Linked DNA regions of Ovis aries: region 1 is linked to region 2. A link is a contact called in public Hi-C data. All regions are on one chromosome and are shown on one strand. The core of a region is the stretch at or near the end of the contact, and the rest is flanking DNA. Distances in the headings are between cores, read along the strand shown. Region 1 holds the start of ARHGEF16 (Rho guanine nucleotide exchange factor 16). Region 2 holds the start of TPRG1L (tumor protein p63 regulated 1 like).

What was found. Hi-C and Micro-C count contacts between places; a contact is called where the count stands out from the background.
Region 1: a Hi-C map of hypothalamus shows a contact between it and region 2, with 3 times the contacts expected there. The contact joins the promoter of ARHGEF16 here to the promoter of TPRG1L in region 2. A contact is called at or near these places in 3 of 16 Hi-C or Micro-C datasets (hypothalamus, liver and tail adipose tissue).

Annotation. Positions count from the first base shown.
Region 1 is chr12:48,948,718-48,955,233 of ARS-UI_Ramb_v3.0, forward strand. ARHGEF16 (Rho guanine nucleotide exchange factor 16) reads right to left here and starts at 4,341. Exons shown (of 15, transcript XM_027975735.2): 1 at 4,222-4,341.
Region 2 is chr12:48,806,892-48,813,876 of ARS-UI_Ramb_v3.0, forward strand. It overlaps TPRG1L (tumor protein p63 regulated 1 like), which reads right to left and starts at 2,043. Exons shown (of 5, transcript XM_015099263.4): 1 at 1,733-2,043; 2 at 1,467-1,558; 3 at 1,214-1,390; 4 at 234-387. The coding sequence starts at 1,942.

The sequences.
Region 1 (6,516 bases), core at 3,091-5,590, 140 kb after region 2:
GCCGTCTTCCCTTGGCTTCCAGCTTCCACTGCCAATGAGACACTGACGCTGGCCTGACTTCACCTCCTCGTCACGACCGGAGGCTCCCCAGCCCTGGTCACTGATGGTGGGGCCCTTGCTTTACTGCTCACAGGACGGATGCAGCCATCGATACGCGCTTACTCGCTGAGCCACGGGCTCAGCCACATGTCCTTTTAGGTCCGCACGCTCTCTGGTGCTGTTTCTTTTATCATTTCTCCCACCTCTGATGCTTTGGTCTCTTTCTGGAATAGCTGTTGCTGAGACCTCCTCCTCATCTCAGACCTCTTCTCTCCTTTGCCTTTCGTCCTCCTTTGCGGGAGATTCCTGCCTTCCACCAAACGTTTGTTTTCATGGTCCCAACAAGAGTTCTCTCCTGCTCTTGATGCAGAGAAGCCTATTCTTTTCTTTTTTTTTGAGAAGCCTATTCTTGTTTCAAGGATTCCACATGCTGTTTCAACATCCCCATTGGCTTCTATTTAAGAGACAGGCAAGTGCTGGTGGGAGACCTGTGTGCCCTGTGGGCACACACACATGAGCACATATACACAAGCACACACTTCTGCCTGGCAGGCTCTTTGGGATTCCCTACTGAGTTTGTGTCTCGGGATTTCTCCTCCAACCAACTGGCTCTAAGAGCCTCTCTTTCATCATCCTCACTGGATTCTGGCCTTTGCCTGGTGTCCTGCAGCCAGCACAGGGGAGGGCCCAGAGCACAGACTCAATGCCAGCCACGTTCTCTGGGCAACAATGTCCCTGAGAGGGGCCAGACACCTTGCAGCGACCACTCGAGCCACAGAGGCAAGTCTGCTCCCCAGCAAAGGCATCCCTGGAAAGCTCCCCAACCAGTGTCCATGATGGCAGGGGCTGTGTGTGGCCCATCCGTCCCTCTGTTCCCCCATGGAGCCTGTGCATCCTTCAGGAGCAGGGATGACTTCCTGTCCATGTCCCCACGAACAGCTGGGCTCAATTCCCAAGCTGACACGTGAATGCTAGTATCGTGGGCACCTGTCCTGTTCCTCTCCTGGGACCCCATCTCCCTGAAGAGGCCCTGGTGAGCTGGGTAGAGAACTAGCCCGCTTGGTACTTTGCTTCAGGAAAGCAGAATCCGCCAGGGCAGCACCATCAGAGGCTCCAGACCCACCTGTGGCCCCTCCTGGGTGACGCCCTGCTGGCTTCAACTCAGAGTGGGGGTTGGGGAGGCCCCCACAGCTGGATCCTGGGAACCACAGCAGTAGCTTCCCCCTGTGCCACTAAGCAGCCTCTGAGTGTCCCCAGCGCACATACAGGGGTGGGTGTGTAAGGGCCTTCCCTGGTGGCTCAGACTATAAAGAATCTGCCTGTGATGCAGGAGACCTGGGTTCGAAACCTGGATTGGGAAGATCCCCTGGAGAACGAAATGGCAACCCACTCTAGTATTCTCGCCTGGGGAATCCCATGGACAGAGGAGCCCGGCAGGCTATAATCCATGTGGTTGCAAAGAGCTGGACACGACTGAGCGACCAGTACTTTTATTTCACAGCCTCCCTGTGTCCCCAGTGCACATGCAGAGCTGGGTAAGGGGCACGTGGGGCTCGGTCGGGAGGAGGGGGCTGGGACGGTAAAGGTGGAGGTAGAGACATCTCCGGCAGCCTCAGGTGACCTGACTCAGCCTGTCCAGTCCTAAGCTGTACTTGGCCTTGTCCTGACTCCTTGCAGCCCAGCACCCGTGTTCTTCCTGAAAGATGGGCTTCCTGGACCCCAGGAGGCTCTGTGCCATCCTGTGGGCTGCCCTGAAGAAGCACAGCCTTCCTGCCTGGCCTGGGGCTCTGATCACCGAGCTCTCACAGTCACCAGGATCCACACGGCACCGACTGTGGGACCTGCCACTCCTCGGGTGAGGTCACCATGGCACCTCCATCCATGGGGCATCTCTTCCTCTAGGTCTGGCTGATGAGACCCTGCCTGGGGGGGAGGGCAGGACTCGGCCTCCCCAGCACCATTCACATGACCTCATCTTTGCTCAGATAAACTTGACCCACCATGATGGCCTTGTGCTCAGGTAATTCTGCCTGGCCAGGCTGGAGACTGGGAGTCACACAGAATCCAGGGCAGGACTGGGCTTCATAAACCACACAGCACACAGGTCTGTCTGAAAGGCAGCTGGGACAGATGGGGGCTCTTGCAGGTAGAGCCCCAGGGACGCTGCTCAGTACCCTACAGGGCACAGGACCACCACGACAAGGAATCATCTGGAAAAACTGTCTGCAGTGATGAGGCAGAGAAACCTTGCCTCAGCTAACTGGAGATTCACCCACCTCCATGGGGGCTGGAAGATGCTCCTGGCTGCCCTTGGCCTGGCAGTGGGAGCGGGTGGTGGGCCTCGTGCACCTATGACACCTCAGAAACCACCCTTCTGGCTCAGTTGGCCAATGGCTCCCATCCTGTCTCTAAATACAGCCACCCCGAAAACCCTGTCCCTGTGACAGGCTTGGCTGGCACAGACACTGTTTCCTCTGAGGAGCCCCGGATAAGAAATCAGAGCCCTGACTTGGACAGCCTAGACAGGTGACTTCCAAATACTTCACACCCCCAGTGTCTCGCCCCTCACTGATCTTCTGGAAGGCGGATATTTCCCTGCTCTGCCAGGCAAGGAAACCAGGTGCAGAGGGAATGTGACCTGCTGGGGTCAGGCTGCCGGTCAGCGGAGAGCTGGGCGAGGAGCCAGGCCCCGTCCTGACCTAGATCCTCGCTGCCCCAGTGGGACGCCTGGGTGAGCAGTGACTCTCCCTGGAAATAAAGACGCTGATACAGGTGGTCAGTGGCTTTGGGCAAGGCAACTGCCACAGGCAAAGGAGACAAGCAGCTGAGATCCATTCAGAAACTGAAACTAAAATTCCGGGACCCAGACGTGGTGAGTGCCATGCCCAACAGGTCACGCACAGACAGGCGTCTCAGGGGCAAGCCATGTCACGCCACCTCACCTCTGCACCTGGTTTCCTCCCGTGTAGGTGAAGAGAATCTCCGTGTAGGGTCAGAGACAATCCCCCGCCTCCCTGAGCCCCCGGGGAATCAGAGCCCTTGGGGAACTGGCATGCTCCGTCCCCCACACATTCCTCTCTCCTAGGTGCTCAGGTAAGAGGGGTTAAGGGGAGGGGCCTCTGCCAGCTTGCCACTCCCCCCTGCAAGTGCCAGGGAGGACCCAGGGAAGCCCTGGGTAGTGCTCAAGATGTGATGCTGGCTTCTACAGCCTATGGGCATCGTCAGGGCAGCGACTAAAAGAGGAGCCAGCTTCGGCTGAGTCAGCACCTAACTGCTCCCCTTTCACAGACAGGAAACTGAGGCCAGAGGGCTTAACTAACTTAGGTCACACAGAGCTAAGATTTGGACCTGGAGCCCTTATGTCCAAGCACTAGTCAATGGGGGTGCAGGGTAGACAGGTTGGCCTGACAAGCACCCCCTGAGGCCCCACACCAAGAGGTACAGACTGTTCACCCTCAGGTCGGATGTGGAGTTACCCCCACCACCAACATGGCCCCTGTTGAGCTGAGGTTCAGCTCAATCTCAAAACAGATCCTTGTTTCCGGGATGCAGAAACAGAGGTTGGGCAGCGAGGACAGGGGTCTTGGGATCAGTGGGACCCACAGCTCCAGGAGCCTGAGCTCACCCTCCTTAGACAAGAATGAGCAGGTCCCCTCCATCTGCCCACCAGGGTGGGGTGGAGTCCTCATTCTTGGGGCTGCTACACTTGGTACCAGAGAGGGTTTGGGCAACAGATTCTCCAGAGTTGTTGGGAGAGTCGTTTGCTCCCTCCCTCCACTTGCTTTCAAAGGTCCCAGGGGCTTCCTACGGATCTCTCAGCCCTGATGCCCCAATGGGCTGCAGGGTTCCCCTCCACGGGGAGGAGTGTCCCCTAGGGCTTAGAGGAGAAAAGGAAGCGGGCAGCTGGGACGCTTGAAGCCCAGGAGTGGGGTCAGGGACTCTAGGTCCAGGGAGGCTTGGTCCCCTCCCCCTGCCTTCGCTGGGCAGCCACTGCGGAGGGAGGGAGCCGCAAATGTCGCGGCCCCCGGGGCGGGGCTTTCCGGAAAAGCGAAGGAGAGGAAAGGGGCCAGCCCCCTCCCAAAGGCTCACCCCCTGCCTCCAACTTCGCTCACCCGTCCCTTCCCCGGCTCACCTGTCTCCCAGGCTCACTTGTTTCCCCCTCTCACCTGGACCCAGGCTTACCTGCGCTGCGGGGCGGAGGACGGAGCTACGAGAGCGTCAGCCGGTACAGCCTCCGGGCTCCGCGCCCCAGCGGGCAGCAGCTCCCGGCCCGGCGCTCTGTCCGGCCGCTCGGTCCCTCCCCGTCCCCGCCCCCACACTTCCTGTGCGGCCCAGCGGGAGGCGGCCCTCCGGCCCCGCCAGGTGGGTGGCCAGGTGGGGCGGGGCGCGCGCCCGGCGGCTCCGGCTCCGAGCGCCGGCGGTGGGAGGGGCCGGCGGGGTGCGCCCCAGGTACCTGGCCGCGCTGCCTGCGTCACTGTCCCCACCTGGCCGGCGGGAGCCCACGTGACTCGCAGCCGAGCGGGTTCGCACCTCTGAGTCCAGTCTGGAATCTCCCGCCGGAGGCCAGCGCCGCTCTGGGACCGCCCCCAACGTCGCAGCCCCCACGCCCACTCCCTCGGGCTGGGCTTCGCCTGCTTGGGAGCGGCCAGGGCTACGCAGGTTCCGCAGTGCGACTCTGAATTTCTTCTTACTGGCCCGGCTGGGCTGCCCCCTCCTCCAGGAAGCCCTCCTGGAAGCCGACCAGCTCTGTGGGGAATCTAAGGTTTGCAAGGCCTCCCCTGCTGCAGAAATGACCCCACCTTCTGGATTCTTTGCAGAATGGCGGCCAGAGGGCGGCCCTGGAGCGTTCAGAGCACTCCCTTGTCCTTCACGGCATTCATTGGCATCATCCCCACCTGGCAGATCAGGTCACTGAGGCCTGGAAAGTCAGATCTTGTTAGCCTGCATGAAGCTCAGTCTGGGTTCCAAGCCCGACCTTTCCAGGCCTTGTTCAGGGTGAGTCCCCTGGGCAGAGGCTGCAACAGTCCCTTAGATGGAGTTTCAAGAATCTGGCTTCCTGGTGCTGCAGGAGGTGCGGGAGGCTGGGACAGGTGTGCTGGGACAGAGCTTGAACTGACCTGCCTGTCTGCCAGGCAGGGGCCACACCTCCCCCCCTCCATTCTACCTGCCCTGTGTCACCCACCACCCCAAAACCCCAGCTTCACACCAACCCAGGGCGGCAATAGCAGAGCCCGCTCTCAGCATACTCAGGGACTGCCTGTGGCTTCCTCCCATCTGTGTGCGTTGGGTGAGGGCTAATGGCTTACCTCTGTGGGCAGAGTCCTTCGCCCTTCGGCCACCTGGGTGGACAGACTGCTTCCAGGCAGCTCTTGGGAAAGTTGGGCACGTGCTTCCCTCCAGAGGTCATTTTGGGTACTACACCACAAGGCCCAGAAGGCAGAAGTGAGCAGTTGGAGGAGTCCTGGAGGGTCTTGGCCGATGGGGAGAGCCAGGCCTGGAGGGTTCCTGACCCCTACACGACGCTTTCCTTTAAAACCTTCTTTCAGAACTCGGCTCGGTCATTTCATGGTTCATCCTCCCACCTGAGGCTGGCCTCTGGCTGGCTGAGCGTGTGGTTGGGGACGAGGGACCAGGATCAGATGGCTTGCCTATCTGGGCCTCTGCTGTAAAGCAGAGATTAGATGATGGCACATGAAATAACCCAGCATCCATGCCCAGGGCTGATGGCTGGAAAGAAACAGCTTGAGGGTCTTGTGACGGGCGTGGGGAGAAGGACCCGGGGCTGACCGCACAGCCCTCTTCCTCTGCTCATCTGCCTGTGGGGGTGAGTCTCTGGAACTCTCCCACCCTGTGGCTGGGACCCAGGGTGTGCGGGGCCGGGTCAGCCCAGAGCAGACGGCCCTTTCAGCGGCGCCCAGGCTTTTTTCCCGCCCCGGGCTTCCAGGCCGGCTGTTCCCTGCCCTGAGAGCTGAATGCAGCATTGATGTACCCCCTATGTGAAAAATGGGTCTTTGCAGGTGTGATTGAGACAGGAGCCTACCTGATTAGGCCCCAAATCTGATAAGAAGAGGAGAACTGGATACTCAGACAGAAGGGAGGGGTCCGGTGTGGATGGAGACGTAGGTTGGAGTCGTGTGTCTGCGGGTCGAGGATGCTGAGAAGTTGGAAGAGGTGGGAAGGAACCCCTCCTAGAGACTGCCCTCACCTTGATCTCAAACAGAGCTGGGAGAGGATGTGTCTCCGTTGTTTTGTGGTCATTCATTGCAGTGGCCCAGGAAGATGACCAGCCTCTCTCATCTCGTCTCTGCCTCTGACGAGCATCCTACTTGGCTAACCTGTTTCTGTCTTCCTGCTGGCATGCAGGCTTCCCGGGGTGGGGGGGTGGTCTGCCCATAGAGGGCAGCCTGCACCCTGCTCCTGTGTGTCGGGGTGCCTCTGTGCCTGGCCTCAGGGCATCGTTCAGCAGGCCAGGAGGAG
Region 2 (6,985 bases), core at 793-3,292:
AATGACCACAGCCATCAGGGCCACATCACAGCACCACACTGACCAGTACCCACTTACCACACAGGGCTATCTAAACATAACTAAAGTTTTTAAAAATTTAAAGGTTTATTTTCTCAGTTTAGCCACCGCTCAAGTGCTTAGCAGCCCCACGTGGCCACCGTTACTGAGCAGAGCAGGCCTGGAAGGTGCCTGTCCCCGCTGGGCAGTGCTACTGCTGCCGTCCGTGTCCTTACTTGGCACAGAGAGGCTGTCTTCTCATCCACACCGGCCATCGGGTGTTCTATGAACGTGGTGTATGGCACACTGGTGGACCACGGGTTCCATCTGCTGATGAAGGATGGGCGGCTCTGCTTGTCCCACTGGATGCGAATACCAAAGCCTTCTCGCCTGCAGGGTCAGAAGACAGGGACCAGACTTCACAGGCAGGCCTGTGCCCCAGAGCACCTGCTTGGTGCTGGGTGTGGGAACAAAAAGCGGTCCCACCAGTGAAGACGAGACTGATGATGGCCATTTCACAATAGCCATGGGTCTGGACAGGAATGTAATGTCTAATAATCACAGCTCTTAGCACTTTAAGACAGGACAAACTGAGTACACTTAGTTAAGCTAATCTTTACACGGTTAATAAACTTTAACATGTAGTGCTCTAACTAAACAAATAATACTTTTCCAACTTCAAATCCTTTTTTCCAGAATATTTTATTGTTGTTTAGAATTTTGAACTTATCTTCCTGAATTTCCTACCCAAATCTCCACATCAAAACCCTAAAATTTACCGTTTAATTCAACTGAGTATATTCATGTCTAGGTTTCTCATAATTCAGAAAGCTCCCTAACAGTTGAAGATCAGCTCTTGAAAGTTGGCCATTAAACATTCCAAATTTAATCTTCAATAATATCTATAAACCAAAGCGATGTGCTACCTTTTTCTTTTAAAAATTAACCACAACAGGGTTTGACATGACAGCTGCCAATCCTTTCTTGGCAGGGATAAAGTGCTGAGTTCACTCTTATCTGAAAAATACCTGTGTCAGGCCTATGTTAACGTACCCTGAATTCATTTACTACCAGCCTAATAGCTGTCTCTTGAGCCAAAATGCCTTTTAATGCACCCTGCTGAGCAGAAGTCACCCGGGTCTATTCTAAACTCTACTGATATTAAAGCAAGACGTCCACTGGGGGCTGGTTTTGGAAGGGTTGTTTGAAGACTTACTTGTTGAGCGACTTCGGGGGAAATTGGAATTCTCCGTAGGAGATGGTATCCACCGCGTTTAAGGCGACCCTGACCACCTGCTGGCACTGCAGGCTGATGAAGTCGTATTTGCAGATGAGGAGCGCCTGGTCGGTGATGAGCACCAGCCGCTCCTTTTCGTTGTTCCAGTGATCAACCCTACGGGCGGCAGCGGTCACTCGGCCCTGCGGCGCGCACAAGTGCCCGGGCCCCTCCCCAGGGCGCGCCCCCTTACTCGGTCAGCAGCCACACCCCCTGGATGTCTCCGTCCTCCACGGGCCGGACCACTACGCGGATCTCCTCCACCGCCTGCTCGATGGTGCCGGGCTGCGCGGAGCGGGCGGAGCCGGGGCGGAGGTCGCCACAGGTCCCGCCCGCCCGCCTGCCCCGCCCCGCCCCGCCCCCGGCCCCACAGGCTCACGCCCGCTCGCCCGCCCCGCCCCGCCCCCGGCCCCACAGGCCCACGCGTTCTCCCGCCCCCGCCCCCACCCCCAGCCTCACCCGGAACACGAAATACTCCTTGACGCGGGCGCGGCGCGTGGGGTCGTGGACGCTGAGCGGCCACAGCGTCTGTCGCAGCGGCGTGCCCGCCCCCGGACGCCCCCCGCCACCGCCGCCGCCGCCACTACCCGGCCCGACCTCCTCGCCGGCGGCCAGCAGCGCCGTGGGGCTCGTGCCCGCCGAGTCCACCGAGTCCCGCAGCTGCAGCATCACCGCGCCCGCAGCCGAGCGAACCCGGACCGGCCCGACGCGGCCGCAATAGCAGCCGCCGCCGCTGCTGCCGCCTCCACCTCCACCTACGCCAGACCCTCGGCCCCGCCCCAGGGCCCGCTCCGCACCGCGGCCCGCCGCGATTGGCTCCGCTTCGCCAGTCCCGCCTCAGTCTCGAGTCCCTCCCGCCCGCTCCGGGACTGACGATTGGCTCTTCCCTCAGATTTCTTCCACGATTGGTCCTGCTGGTCGCCGTTCACAATCGCTCCCGCCCCTCACTGCGCCGGAAGCGCACCCCGCGCTCACGCCCACTTCCTGTTTACGCTACCGGGAAAGGGCGGGGGCCTAGGCCGGTTGCCAAGGCGACGCGGGGGGCCGGCGAGGAGAGGGTAGTCAGGTCCTTACCGCACCCGGTCGACGCTTCTCTATTCATGTTCGACTGAAGTGCAGCGGACCTCCGGGGAGGGACTCCGGTCCTTGCCCAGAGTGACGGCCCCTGGACGCGCCCCCCGCTAGAGCTGATAACTTCTCTGGACGCGCCTTACGCCCTGGACGACCGCCCCCTGGATGCGGACCCCTGATGGGGAAGACCGCTTCCCTGGTCACACCTCCTGCCCGGGGTGACTGCCGCCTGGACGCGCCCCCGCCCGTGGTGACCATCCCCTGGATTAGTTCTGCCCCTCTCAGGGGTCCGCATTGCACAGCAGGGGGAGCGCGGGCTTCGGGGACTGAAGGAGAGGAGGCCGGCGGAGCAGAGCCCCTTCCTGAGCGCCTCCGTCTTTCTGACCGCGGGTTCAGGGATGCGGCAGCGTGGACATGGCCCCCAGCTCTGTGTTAAATGCAGGCGTGCTCCCGGCGGCCTGGGAAGCAGAGCTCCGACCCTGCACCACGGAAGGGAACAATGTGGAGGCACCGGGCGTCGTCACTCCATTTAGGGCCGAACCAGGGTTCATTGCTGTCGCTCTGCGCTTGTCCTCCCGAGAGTTAGATGTGTTCTTGCCCTGATTGATCTTGCCTGCGGCTAGCGGCACCCTGGGCATCCGCAGTCCCTGCCAGGTACCTCAGCTCCCCGGTCTTGGCGCCTACAAGCGCCAAGGCAACCTCATCTACATCCACCTTGCCCCTTAGTCTTGGAAACCCAAGGGCTGCAGCCTTGACAGTTTACAGCAGCTCCTGTGATCCTGACCTGGTTGGTCATTTTGTCCTTCCACTGCCTGTAGTCACAGTTCCAGCTACTCCCCCCACCCCCAAAGGCTTCTTGCCTCAGTCCTGCTGTGTCCATCCTCTGATATCGGGGTTTAGCGCCCCCTCCCAAGGAGGCGCTGCCATTAACTACATTCACTGCTAGTTCTTTGCGGTGTCATCCAGTCACCTACTGTGCGTGTGTCCTGTGTATAATTCACTTGTGTTTGTTAGGTCATCCTCTGTGTGTGTGTGTGTGTGTGTGTGTGTGTGTGTGCTCGTGTGCACATGCGCATATCCTATTAGGAAATTTCAAGAAACCAGCCCTTGGCATATGACTGCGCTTTGGGGTTTATAACCCCCCAATTCACAATCCTTTGAATTTCACAAGAGCCCGGGGAGGTAACCCCTCTCTTGTACATGTGCTGCAGCTGGAGAAGTGGAGAGTGCCGCTCAGGAGCCCTGGGGCTGCATAGCTGGCATAGCTGGTCGGCCATGGCTCTCCTGCCTCTGCAGACTCAGGTGCACTCCTGGGCTTTCGTGGAGGATTCCGGGGCGGCTGGCCTGCCTTCTCAGGGCGTCTCTGGAGGTTAAGGGGAGTCGCCGAGCTGTACACACAGCAGGTCCTTGGCAGCCCCTCACCACTCTACCTGGACATCGTCATCCACAGAAACAGGAGGGATGAAAATATCACAGATGCTGAATTATTAACAGCTTTGGTACTTCACTTCCTGGGAAGACCAAGGGTTCAGAGAGGGCTGAGTGTACAGAGACAGGAAAGGGCTTCTAGCCCCGCCAGCCTGCTGAGATGGTATAGGGACAGCCACTGCTGCCCCTGGGGGACCAGGGGCCGTGTCATACCCAGTGGGAGGTAGCTGCTTTCTCTGGCAGCCAGAGCCTCCAGCTGAGTCTGTTATGCTGGTCCCTGCAGGGTGGGCCTGAATCAGGCCCCAGAGGGTCAGCCTGAGCTGTTAGGCTTAGGAGACCTGCTGGCGCCTCTCCTGAGTCCCCTCAGTACGGGGGCTCAGCAATGGCAGCTGGGCAAGTGGCCTCATAGGAACTTGGATCCCGGCTCCCTCAAGCCCTGTCTGCCTCAGTCTCCTTTTTTTAACTGAGCGGAGATAATGACAGTTCCCGCTTCCTGTGGCTGTTGGGAGAAGTCTGTGAGTGAGGACCTGGGACTCAGTGCCCTGCCAGACCTGGAGCCAGCTCAGTGCTAAGCATGTTCATGCTGTTCGCTGAGCCACGGCTGGGGGCCTCCTGTGCTGCAGATATCGTCTTTGCTCCGCCCACACGTGCACGTCCCATTCAACCGAGGAGAAAACAGTCCCAGAGAGGCTATCACTTTGCGAAGGTCACACAGAGCCCTGGAGTGCAGGGCCTGTGTCCCCGCCCCCGCACTGGTGGCACATGAGAACAGGCAGAGGAGACCCGTCCTCCACTGGATTCACCAGGAGTCCATGTATGCTCACGCACCCTCAGACACAATGACCAGGGAGACATGGTCGAGTGCTGATGGCATCACTTTACAATGACCTTGATCAGGGTCGACTCAGCCAAGGAAGGAGGGATGAGAAGGGGCCGTGGTTTAAAGGATGAGGCTGAAGGTGAGGAGAGGGGAGGTAAGAGGGGACAGCAGTGATGCTGGCAGGCAGCAGCAGTGTGCTGGGCGGAACCTAGAGCCCAGGGGTCTGGGTCTAGCTAGAGTAGGAGGGCTGCACCTGCTCAGGGATAGATGGAGAGAGCTGAGGGTGGACAAGTGGTGGGGTGCTGATGCAGTGGGGGAGGGGCATGGAGCGGTTCTGGGACATCTGCTTTCTTCAGTGGCGAGAGAGGAGTTGCTTCAGGTGGGCATAGGGACCACCAGGCTGCCTGCCGGGAGTCCTCAGGCAGGTTCTCAGTGGAGCCTTCCACCCAGCAGCTGGTGGGAGTGGGAGAAGCCAGTAGCTGGACTGGGATTTGCTGGGCAGCTGTGGCCGAAGACAAGGGGAAAAGGGAGGACGAGCTCCTATAAGTGAGTATTTGCCAAGGCCCGTGAGGGGTCAGTTGGCAGCTGACAGGCTAAGCTGCCAAGATTTCAGGGATGCTGTGGAAGACAGGTGACCCACGGGTCAGAGACGATGGACTGTTATCCACAGGGAAGCCACGTCCAGGGTGTCAGCATGGTGCATGTGCCCCGAGTCCTAGCTCCTATGGGATGCTGCCATGGGGCCGCGTCATTGCAGAGAAACTGGCGCCTGTGAGCAAGCCTGTTCTTTCCCCTCAGGGCTGCTCTGTGACCAGCGGCCCCAGGCAGGGCGGTCAGGGCCTGCCGCTTGCTCCTTGCGCCCCCTGCAGGATGTGTAGGAGAATTTCCCAGCAAGGTCAATGGAGGGGACCTTGAGTCTAGTTCTGGTCTGAGGGAGGCGTCAGCAGATCTAATAGGGACTGGTGACTGGGAGGAGGTTATTGAGAGAATGGGACCACTGTGGACTCTCAAGCTGGACCCAGGCAATCGGAGTGTTGACGAAAATAATCATTGAGCTATCTAACATAGGAACAGAAAAGAGCCAAACTGTAGCCCGGAAGACTGCCTGTCAGATCACTCAGAGGAACTGCTCCGGAGAAGCAGGATTTTCAGCACAGTTTTCTGTCTTGTCAGAACAGAGAACATCAAATGATTCAGGGAGACATTCCTTCAAGGTTTCAAAAAACAGACTGGCACGCACGCAGGGGCTTCAGTGTGGCCTTGGCAACTGGGAAGGGAGTCTTATTGTGGAGGGAGTAACCAGCATTGGTGTCCCATGAGGGGAGGTGTTTAATCTTCATTTTTAACATGGGTAGTCTTTACTTCTGGTCAATGTTCCCTTTAATAATTAAAGTGAAAGTGAAGTCGCTCATTCATGTCCGACTCTTTGCGGACCCCATGGACTGTAGCCTACCAGGCTCCTCTGTCCATGGGATTTTCCAGGCAAGAGTACTGGAGTGGATTGCCATTTCCTTCTCCAGGGGATCTTCCCGACCCAGGGATTAAACCCGGGTCTCCTGCATTGTAGACAGACGCTTTACCATCTGAGCCACCAGGGATTAAAGCAGACAGGAATTCCCTGGTGGCTCAGTGGTAAAGAACCCACCTGCCAATGCAAGGGACTCGGGTTTGATCCCTGGTCCAGGAAGACCTCACGTGCCACAGAGCAGCTAAGCCCATGCACCATGACTACTGAGCCTGTGCTCTGGAGCCTGGGAACCGCAACGACTGAAGCCCGCACTCTTTAGAGCCTGTGCTCTGCAACAAGAGAAGCCGCTGCAATGAGAAGCAGCACACCCAACTAGAGAGAAGCCCCTGCTCGCTGCACCTGGAGAAAAGCCGAGGTAGCAGTGAAGACCCAGCACAGTCAAACTAAAATTATTTAAAAAATAATTATATGGCCTGCCACAAACAGGCTGTCCTAGTTGGCATCAGATTCAAGCTAGCTCCTGTATGAGCCAGAATGACTTCCCCAGACCTGGGCATGTGAGGATTCCCTTCATCAGGAAGCTCCTTGAACATCTGTCCTTAAGATCTTCAGAAGCAGCCTTAAGACAGCAAGATGCCGGTGAGACCACAGTCACATGACTGAGCTCCATGAAGGCTTCTGCGTGAACTTTTATGATCTGGCAGGTGGGTATGGAGACCCACTGGACCTGCAGTGACCAAGACAAGCCTCAGGAGCAACCCCTGTTTGTCAACCTGCCCCCAGCCCATCTGGAGCGTCTGCCTCTTCCTTCGGTCTCTCGCTGCCCTGGCGTGTGGCTGGTTTTGAAACCAGCAGTGTGGAGGGATGGAGAACAGGGCCTGACGTCTGGACGCCAGAGGATACAGTGGGTGCTGGAGTCGAAAGT